Regions from separate parts of the Gossypium hirsutum genome. Here regions 2 and 3 are each linked to region 1. Evidence: chromatin contacts called from public Hi-C data. All regions are on one chromosome and are shown on one strand. The core of a region is the stretch at or near the end of the contact, and the rest is flanking DNA. Distances in the headings are between cores, read along the strand shown.

What was found. Hi-C and Micro-C count contacts between places; a contact is called where the count stands out from the background.
Region 2: a contact with region 1 is called in a Hi-C map of leaf, with 2.3 times the contacts expected there. The contact joins the promoter of LOC121203152 here to the promoter of LOC107947935 in region 1. A contact is called at or near these places in 2 of 34 Hi-C or Micro-C datasets (both in leaf).
Region 3: a Hi-C map of leaf shows a contact between it and region 1, with 4 times the contacts expected there. The contact joins the enhancer-like site here to the promoter of LOC107947935 in region 1. A contact is called at or near these places in 4 of 34 Hi-C or Micro-C datasets (hypocotyl and leaf).

The regions. Positions count from the first base shown.
Region 1 is chrA08:93,166,470-93,170,040 of Gossypium_hirsutum_v2.1, forward strand. LOC107947935 (zinc finger protein CONSTANS-LIKE 13) reads right to left here and starts at 1,530. Exons shown (of 5, transcript XM_016882437.2): 1 at 908-1,530. The coding sequence starts at 1,411. LOC121204510 (membrane-anchored ubiquitin-fold protein 6) reads right to left here. Exons shown (of 4, transcript XM_041074431.1): 4 at 2,366-2,776. The coding sequence ends at 2,721.
Region 2 is chrA08:93,329,780-93,333,117 of Gossypium_hirsutum_v2.1, forward strand. LOC121203152 (peptide chain release factor APG3, chloroplastic) reads left to right here and starts at 1,431. Exons shown (of 15, transcript XM_041075894.1): 1 at 1,431-1,801; 2 at 1,910-1,966; 3 at 2,174-2,254; 4 at 2,354-2,411; 5 at 2,512-2,615; 6 at 2,964-3,015; 7 at 3,304-3,338. The coding sequence starts at 1,652.
Region 3 is chrA08:93,004,066-93,007,552 of Gossypium_hirsutum_v2.1, forward strand. No RefSeq gene overlaps it. Among protein-coding and RNA genes, the nearest start is that of LOC107947894, 36 kb to the right of the region's middle. Within about 2 kb of position 1,331, at least 2 of the 9 cell types and tissues checked have an H3K27ac peak or open chromatin away from gene starts, as enhancers often do. A contact at or near this core is called in hypocotyl and leaf, where this site is marked.

The DNA.
Region 1 (3,571 bases), core at 280-2,779:
ATCATTTCCCCTTTCATTTTCATTGTTTATCCAAACAAAAACCATTAAAATGACTTAACTTTCATTTCCATCACTAATTTAAACTATCCAAACAAGGTAATGAATAATTATTTACTTTCTTTAGCTTTCTATTCTTTTACTTTTTTTTTCCTTTACTACATTTGCTAAAGATAATGTTAAATAAGAGAAATAAGGCGTTGAAATTTATGCCTTATTAATTGTTGCAATAATAACTCGACTTATAATTCAATTCTTGAAATTTTTTATAAATATAAATTTAATATTAATCTTTTTCTTTCATACATATCACAAATTATAAGAGATACTTAAATTTCATAATTTATATCTATTTAATACTTAAATTTTTTTAGACTTAATTAACATCTAAATTTGAAAACCATAAATTAACTTTAAACTTTTTAAGGTACTTGACTAATGTCGTTAAAATATGTTGATGTGATACTGATGACCAATAACATAATGACACGTGATAATCTCATATTTTGACCTGTGACAAAAAAATAAAAAAAAATATTTTTAAAATGTTCACGTGTCATTATTAAAGTCACATAAACATCATATTAATTTTTTTTAACAACGTTAAACACATACCCTTTACTTATGATGTTCAAGTTTAAATACTAGTTAAATTAAAAAAAAAAAGAGTTAAAAGTAAAATACAAGTAGATGTGTATATATTATCCTAAAATCGGGTTATATGAAGGTAAGATGATTAAAATCCCAAAATTCCGCAGCTCAGTACAAAAGTTGAAGGTGTATACATTTTTGAGGAAAATGGTTTTGCATTATGAGCAATACGTACATATCCCAAAATTCCAAACTTGGTGAATTTTTAACTTTTTCTCATTTTCTAAAAACAACATAAAGGAGTAAACTTGATACTAACCTTAGGTAGAGGAGGAACATCCGTAGCCTTAAACCCATGATCCATATCATTCGGAACAATCACTCCATCAAACCCAGAAATCAAAGGACATTCCCAAATCAAAAAATCCAGAAACCCATCATCTTCTTCACTCCAACAGGAAGCTTTATCGTTACCCAAATCCTCGATCCCAAGAAAACTCAGCAACTCACTCACCGAAGGGCACCCGGTGAAGACTTCTACAGGCCTCCTATGATGCAACGAGCAGCTGTGGCGTTCCCAATCACAATTCGAGCAAAACACAGACTGCTCCGTTTCACAAAAGAGGGAAGCAGGTGATTCGTTACAGGCGTCACACAACAGTGACCGAGAGTGCTTAGTAAACAGTTGGTTAGCTGAGTGAACTTCCCTATCGCATGAAAAACAGAGCTTGGCGGAATCAGCTCTGCAATATAACAGAGCTGTGGATTGGTTACAGTAATCACAGAGTCTCCTCTGTATCTGGGTATGACTCTCATCACTCATGTTGTAGAATTGACGTGATGGGGATTTTGGTTATTAAAAGTATAGGAAAATTTTATGGAGCAAAAGGAATGGAGCTTAAAGTAGGGTGAAACTAAGAAATGAGCGACAGTGATTGAAGCAGGATAATCTTATCGTTTTATTTTATTTTTGGGTCAATGTTACCCACCACGTCTTAATTCTAATGCTTGCTTTTTCCATTTATCCCGATTAATTAAATCGAAATTTCTTCAAAATTGACTACTACAATGCTCAGGTGATTAAAACGTGGTCCATAAATTTTAAGTAATTTTCAGTCCATTTTTAAAATTTAACTGGGTAGATAAAATAAATTATTAAAAATAATAAAAATTGTTCAATCAATTATTCAATTGATTCGTCTTTGCTGAATTAATATCAGGCTGATTCCAATCCAATCGACAAAATCAAAAATTGTTTTGAAGGGTAAATTCCATTAGATTTCATTTTGGTTGTTACTTAAATCTAATCCATTCAATGCAATTTTTTAATTCATAAATTAGCAATGCCATGAAATTCAATTTGATTAAGTTACCTTTGATTTGTTGAACACCAATTGTATTTAAAATATTTTTATTTGTTTTATTATGAGTTTTTTTTTAAAAAAAATACAAATAATGAAAGTAAGAGACAGAATAACACAGTTTGAATTTAAGAGTGTTTTGCTCAAAACAAATATGTTATGAGATATTTTGTATTTTATAAATTTTATAGTGATTATATATTTGTCTCATATTTAACTTATCTTTTCATATTACATTATAATTTGACAAAATGATTGTCACTGTCAATGAGAGTGCATTGCTAGAAGGTTTGATAGACTATGAAATATTAATTAAAACTATTTTTTAAAGTTTAGAAGTATAATTATAATTAATAAATTCAAATAAATACAATAAAACTCAGTCATTACAATATATATATAATTAGGTTGCTAAATGAAATATCCGAAACTTAAATAATAATAAAAATGACAATACGATGATATTTAAATAAAAATAAAAAGAAATCAAATATCATATTAATTAAAACTATTTACGGCTCATGTGACTCATGCTCAATACTCGGGTCTAGATACAACATCAAAATTAATAAAGAGCAACATTTCTGCATATACACGACACCGCTCGTGCTTCATTTTACTTTTAGATAGATATATATATATATATATATATTTAATAGCTATTCCTTTGTATAATATCTTTAACATTTAAGTGGATTTTGTTTTAATTTTTTTAAAGAATAGATTTTTTTGCTATGACAAGTTGAGAATTAGGAAGAGCATGCTCACAGATTAAAGAATAACACACCCGCACGAATTCAGCTTTTGCACATCCTCCTTGCTCTTTTCTGCAATGCACCCAAAACAAAAGGAAAAAGTAACAAGTTTTGATCATTTGGCCATCGTTAGATAAACAGATCAGATCATAAGCCAACGAAAATGCAAATAAAAAGAATCGTGAGCTAACCAAAAGCATGAAAAATGTTATTATTGGAAAATAGGGTTTAGGGGTTTGTAAGCTCTATCATTTGTTTTTCTTCCTTTATACAACTTTTTCCCATTGTGAAGGCACAAGAAGAAGTTAGTATAACTAATTTATGCAGTTAGTAGAATCCAAACCAAAATAATACCTAGAAAGGTTAAACTCAAGTATGAGATTCTACTGTCAAATATATTCATCTCTAAAAGAAACTTACGCAGTAAGATCGGTGTCAAGTAGTAAGTTAAAAGCATAACCTACAAAGACTAGTGTTTGTGTATATATCTATACTATACATTCCTTAATTGTGTTACTATCATAAGTTAATCGAGTACCTATTTAATTGGTAATGACAGGCATAAAATAAATTTAGGGGGACAAAATTAAATTATATATTTTTATGAGAGTTAAAATATAATTTCACTGTTGTATTAACTTATATCTTTATGGTTTTCAAGCAGGAAGAGCCCCTGCCTACCCCCTCCCTTCTCCTGGGTAATGACTAAAATACCCTAACATGTTGCAATAAGTGAGGTTGGGGAGAGGGATGTAAACAAAGTTACATGACATGAATTCAACAAGGATTTAAATGCATCTCTTGTATAAGAGGAATAAAATAAAGGCATCTTACTTCTAAGCAAACTCATACTAGAAAGATTTCAAG
Region 2 (3,338 bases), core at 181-2,680, 160 kb after region 1:
TGAGCATAAAGATGCTGCTTCATATACAACTTGCTTGTTAGAGTTTTCGACATACATATTTGTTCTAGCCTCTTCCATAATGCTGCGGCGGTTTTCTCCTTCATCACATCCTGCAAAATTTTGTTAAACAAATACAGATGTAATTGTGTTAACGCCTTTCAATCCTTACACTTCTTCTCTTCATCTGTTAATGTCAAAGACATTTTATCTATCCCTAGCAGGGCATCCTCTAGATCCATCTGCGCAAAAACTACTTGTATCTTAATATGCCACAACACAAATCTGGTGTTGCAATCCAATAGCGGAATTTCATACTTCAAAGACACTATTACAGTGATCAAGATGAACTACCCGGAAGCTTTGATACCAATTTGAGAAAAAGAAAAGAAAAGAAAATAAAATAAAGAACACACAGATTTTACGTGGAAACTCTTTCGGGAAAAAAACACGGGTAAAGGAGAAAAAAATTCACTATGTCGAATTCGAATGATTACAAAAGGAATAGATTATGTCTATTTATATGCTTGTAAAACCATATTCTAGTAAGATTGAAACACCTTATTCTAATCAATATAAAATATATGAAGTTTAATAAGGTTTAAAAAACCTTATTCTAAAATAAAATAAAAGAAGTATAGTTCTATATGGATTTTACTTTTATTTTATTTTACCACTGTATTTTATTTAAATAAAGATTCGAGTCATTTAATTCTAACAACAATTAGCAAACTTCTACCCTTTACAGGCCATTACATTTAGGAACCCAACTCACCATGAATGAATAACAAAATATTATATCAATGGCCACATAAGCTGGTTTTCGGTGCTAACAACAACATAATTTGGTTTAGAGTTTGAAAAATAGCAATAATATTACAAATAAAAGCACTAAAAGCCATGTTTTTCTCTCCTCCCTCATTGCATCCTCCAATGTCTTCACTTTTTTCAGAAGACCCAACAACACAATTTGTGAACGGGGCGTCAATGGTGGATTAAACCAGGTGAAAAAATAACATGGTTTTTGAAACCCATTCCCAAACTTCTTACACCCCAAAACCTCCTACCTGGGTTGTCATTGGACCAAGACATATTTAATTTGGTTGGGTTTTCACAATAGCACACTGATATCACGGTCGGCATCTCCATTTTTTCTCTTCTTCTTCTTTTTCTTTTACTGCTTCAACCCTAAATTGGTGCTAAATAGGCTATTTAAATTGGTGCTAACTAACCAGTTGGACGACTAATGACACCAATCAATTCGTCATTTGTTATGTTACTTTGCCGTTACGTCTGTAATAAAAAATGATTAAAAGTACTATTTTATTACTTTTCTAAAATTGAATGACAGAAATAAAATTTAACTATTTTATCATGTAACCAAAGTTGGTTACTATTAATATAAATTACCCATTTAAAATATTGATTCACTCACTATTATTTATACACACGTTTGGTATTTACTAGAAAAGGCAAAAGCATGGAACATTATCAGTTGGAGTCTTAGTTGAGTTTGCTAAAGCCACCGTGTCTATTCCGTAGCCGCTCGGTCACAGCCCTTCAATTTCGCTTGCTCTCTCACATTTTATCCGCCATATCCATAGTTAATTCAAGCATAGTTCATCTCAAAGATACATTAGCAGCAACCGCAGCAATGAACTGCGTTGCAATGAGCTCCACAGCTCGATTATTCACTACCTTCAACGACTTTTCAGTTCGACGCGGTTTTACGCCTCAGTCAAGATGTTTGAGAGTGGCCAGACCTTGGCCTAGATCCAGAGCTTCGAGAATCGTTTGTATGGCGGTGCGTTCAACAAAAACTTCTTCTTTTTAATTTGATGAAAAGCAGAGCTGAGATTTCGATAAAATGAACTTCTTGTTGGTTATTGTTTTGGATTTTTTTTTCTTGCAGGAGCCGTATCTGATAACGAAACTGGAATCTGCGGAGAAGACGTGGAAGGAATTATCGGTATAGTTCTTATTTTTTCTTTCTTTTGTAGGTAATAAGTTTCGATTATGTGAAAAAAAAGTGTTTTCAGTTGTATGTTAGTCAAAATTTTTGTCTATCCAAGGTTTCTCTACCTTAAGCATGAAAATATTGTTCTCCATGCCGTAAATAGTGTCTTAATTCAATTGTTTAGTAAGGTTTCTGTTTCTCTAAACAATGAGACTGTAGGTTAGGCTAGCTGATCCAGATGTTGTCTCGAATCCCACTGAATACCAAAAACTGGCTCAGTCTGTGTCGGAACTCGATGAGGTACTGGATTTCATTTTGCTTTCTTAGCTGGCTGCTGAGCTTTATCTCTTTCGTTGCTAATTGGCCTTTCCATTTATGTTCTATTTTCTTGGTGGATAGGTTGTATCAACATTCAGGAGATTTAAAGAATGTGAGAAGCAGTTAGAGGAGGCCAAAGGTAATTTTGACAATCATCATCATCTTGTTTAAAATGTTTTACTATAAGATAAAAGCTTGTGGATCCTTTTTTTCTTATTTTTACAGTAATTCTTTTTCAGCTTTATCTGAAGAGGAGGGCACTGATGTAGATATGGCTGAGATGATAGCATCTGAAATCAGCTCTCTATCTGGTCAACTTAAAGAGCTTGAGGAGAAGCTTAAGGTTTTCTCCCAATGCCTTAAGTTTTATCTCACCATCTCTATAATTGTTTTCCATATCTAGGAGCCACTTTCCCACTGAATAACTTGTGTTCTATCGTCTACTTAGTCAAGTGTATGATTAGAAGTTTTAATCAGTTTTCTTTGCATTACGAAAAGTTTTATTGAGTTCCAACAATATGGAATGAGATTGATATTGATTGCATATTTTATATAATACTTCCCATTGATGAGCATTAACCAATATTGAGCCTTATTGTGGAATGTATCTTATTATTGCTGCTTATGTTATTTTTGGTTTTGCTCCCTCTATCTGGTCTCTCAAGCTACTATATTGCTTCTATGTGGGCAGGTGCTACTGCTTCCAAGTGATCCTCTTGATGCAAGAAATATAATGCTTGAAGGTATCTATATCATCTTAATCTTGTTGAGAAGATAATTTAGTAACTTGATTTCTAGGTTGGAAAACTTTCAGGCTGTAGCTTTGCTATCCTTCAAATATGTGCTGCATTTTGAGCAATAATTCATGTCAAAAATTAATTCCTCTTCAATGGATAGTTCTGTGTATTTAAGCGTTTGTCTGCATACAAGTTGTACTTTCCATGTCATATGGATTATAGTTTTAGATGCAGAGTCTAATGTAATTGCCTTCTTATTGCCACTTTAATGAACTATGCTTGTCTTCTTTCCAGTGAGGGCAGGTACTGGTGGTGATGAGGCTGGAATT
Region 3 (3,487 bases), core at 81-2,580, 160 kb before region 1:
TAGGCTTCCCATTGTTCTAATACTCCTACCAAACCTTACAATCTTAAATATCATATCAAATCTATACCCAACTTTACCAGACCCAAAAATCCATCATCACTTCGTCATCGAGCATTCATCGTTAAATCCACACCCAAAGTCAATTTTTTTATATAGACACGCTCAAACTCAATTTCACATTTTTCTTAATGAGGAAAAACGATCATGAAGCACCACTTAGCCTTAAGCATTTAAATCCCTCAGAGCCCTACACTTTGCCACCAAAATAAAACTTGTGATGTTTCTATAAGTCAAGGCTTTCTTATTTGAATCCCTCAACCAACTGTTTGATCATGGTGCTGGTTGGATTTGGTAGTGATTGATTCAAAAAAATTAATTCAAATGACTCGTTTAGCTTGATGGGGTTTAAAGATGAAAAGGAAATATTTGTTCAAAAAATTTAAGAGAAATTGAAGGTAAAATTTGTTGAATTCCTAAAATATTTTGTTAAAAATTCAAGAAATATTGATTTAAATCCCTTAGCCAAATTCATATTTAAGCCTTTATGTTAATTTATATATATATATTTAATAATTTATATTTTTATGTCTTTTCATAATAAATTTGATATATTTTCAAGTTCTATTTTTTTAATTTAAACTAAATTGACAAAATGTGCTTATATTGAGGGTTAAATTTGTTGAAATTTTTAGAATTAAGAATAAATTGACAGAGTATGTAAGGTGTTAAAAGGCTAAATTTATTATATAAATCAAAAGATTGCCATGTCAACATTTTGTTTAGTAACCAAGACATTTTAATGGTGGAGTGACTAGAAATGACAATTAACCTAATAGGGTGACTAAATTAACAACAACAAAAAATTGGTGACCAAAATAAGAACACGTTAAAACTTGGGTGACTATCTGAGTAGTTTACCCTTTAAATTTTTTAGAATTATTATTAAGAAAAACTTTAAAAGCATCAAAATGATATTTTAGTTATAGTTCAAAGGCTAAATTGATTATTAACTCTTTAAATTAACGTGTCACATCATCCTCTTAACGGGAGGTTAACGGATAAGTGACCAAAATATAATATTTTGATAACTTTAATGATAATTATGTAACTTTTAAAAGTTAAATAACTAAAATTTGATTTTAATAAAAATTTAAAGATAATTGGTATAGTTTGCCCAGTTATTTATTAGTAGAATAGGAACAGTCCAAGACTAAAAAACCCAAAAACGATATATAATAAGTGGAAAACAAATGTTCAAATGGCCCAAGAGCTCAGCTCCAAACAACATGGGCAAACTCTAGTTCCCAAATGGAAAGGGATCCAATCGGAGACCATGTTTGTCAGTGAGAAACCTAAGGAACCAAACCCCACAATTGTGAGACAAAATGGGTAGGATACTCACTGCTAACAAAAGGAGTCAACGCCCACAAGTCCGTCGGATCGTATACAAGAGTATTTCGGGTTTGAGTTTGAATATTTAAGACTCTAAACTCAGTTTAATTCGACTTATTTTTTTGTTTTTAATATACTACATTGAGAAATATTTATTCTACTACTAGTGAAATTTTTAGGCTCCACGAGTAAGTTAGAAACATAACAAGTGTTCAATAGAAGTATAGTAAAATATTAAAAAAAGACATTATAAATTTTTTAAGACTGCTTATGGAATAAAAAAAATAAACTGTCAATGTACCAAATATGAACCTTATTACATTATATTATTTGTATCTATCATGTAATTTATAACACATAAAAGTTAAATTTATAGTAGCTTAAAATATGTCATAAGTTTCTATACTTTTCACAAATTTAGAATTTTGTCTCTATACTTTTCAGATTTCAAAATTCAAGTTCAATTATTAACGTTGCTAATTTTTTTGTTAAATTTATTTGTGTGATATTTTGAAATTTAAAAAAAAAACTTAGTAGTAGTGTAACTAAAAGCATGATGTTGTAAGAACATGAATTAAAAAAAATAATCTTAGTGTTAAGAGTTGGACCTGAATTTTGAAATCTAAAATGTAAATGAGCTAGATTCCTAAAAATGAAAGTATAAGGACTAAATTTTAAATTTATGATTAGTATAGGGACTTATGGCATATTTTAATCTTTATAGTAATATATAATACTATAATGTGAACATTAAAAAGATAATAAATTACTTATATATAAATTTTAAATAAATATAAAAAAATAAAATTATTAAATTATTAAATTAAAAATAATAATATGAATAGATTTAAAATAAGCTTAAATTAATCATTTATAAATATAAATCATATTTCAAATTAAATCAGGTTTAGATAAATATAAATTATGGTAATAAAATGCAAAAATCGGGCTTAAATCCAACTAGTAGGACTTTTACTACTAATTATGGAATCTACAAAAATAATGAAAATCTTAAGAAAAAGATTGGATGTAACTATTATTAGCCCATCTAACTAGTGGGCCTTGAAAATGGGTAAGCGGAAAGGATGATACAGTTAGACCTCAAAACACAAAAGTTGGTTGGCTTATCGAATCTTATGCAACACTAGATTTTATCAGATACATGACCTAATCGTATTGAAATTATATTTATATAAAAAGCTAATAAATAAGTTAGTTATAAGAACAGCCATAAAGTTTATTTTTGAATAAATTTTTGTTAGGTAATGAGTGTGGAATTCATCAAAATTAATTATTTTACTCTTAAAAATATATTAAAATCAAAAGATAGGTGAATCCCATTGAGACAGAAATAATCAGATTTGTTAAAATATCTTTTGGCTAAAAGAAAAATAGTATTTAAACGGTTGCAAAAATAGTAAATAAAATGTAGAATCATGTAAAATAATATTTTAAAATAAAATAGATTTAACCAAATCAAAAAAGCTCTTCCCTCATGTACCAGGTTAGTTTCAGAATTTATGATGATTAGCTCATAATTTCTAACTTCATTCTAAGCCCGTTAAATTAATTGAGTCTAATCAATGACTAGTCGTAAATTAATTGCAAGAAAAGTCTAACAATTACTCTTATCAAATCAACAACATTAAGAGTAGCTCCTATAGATTAATTCCTTGACAACCTTGCAAATAAGAAATACCCGACTCTAATCAATGAACTCAATCATGTTAACTTATTCTTTGGTTAAAATAATATGAAAATTATAGCTTAAAGTATTTTTTTATAAGAATACATACTATGGTTAAAATAATATGAAAATTATAGCTTAAAGTATTTTTTTTATAAGAATACATACTAGATTACATAATCGATTCTCTATTTTTATGATATTTTGTTTTGTATTCCTAGATTCTAGTAGGTGTTTTGTTTTGAATCAATCTAAGTTAGTTATATTTGATGTAATAGAGTAGATTCTTTACGATATAATTTGTATATTCACCGCAAATCTTCTCCTCTTCCTTACCTTTCCTATTTATGGTATTAGTGGTACCTATCTCATACGAGCTTAAGTTTCTAGTTTTTACACTTGCTTGTT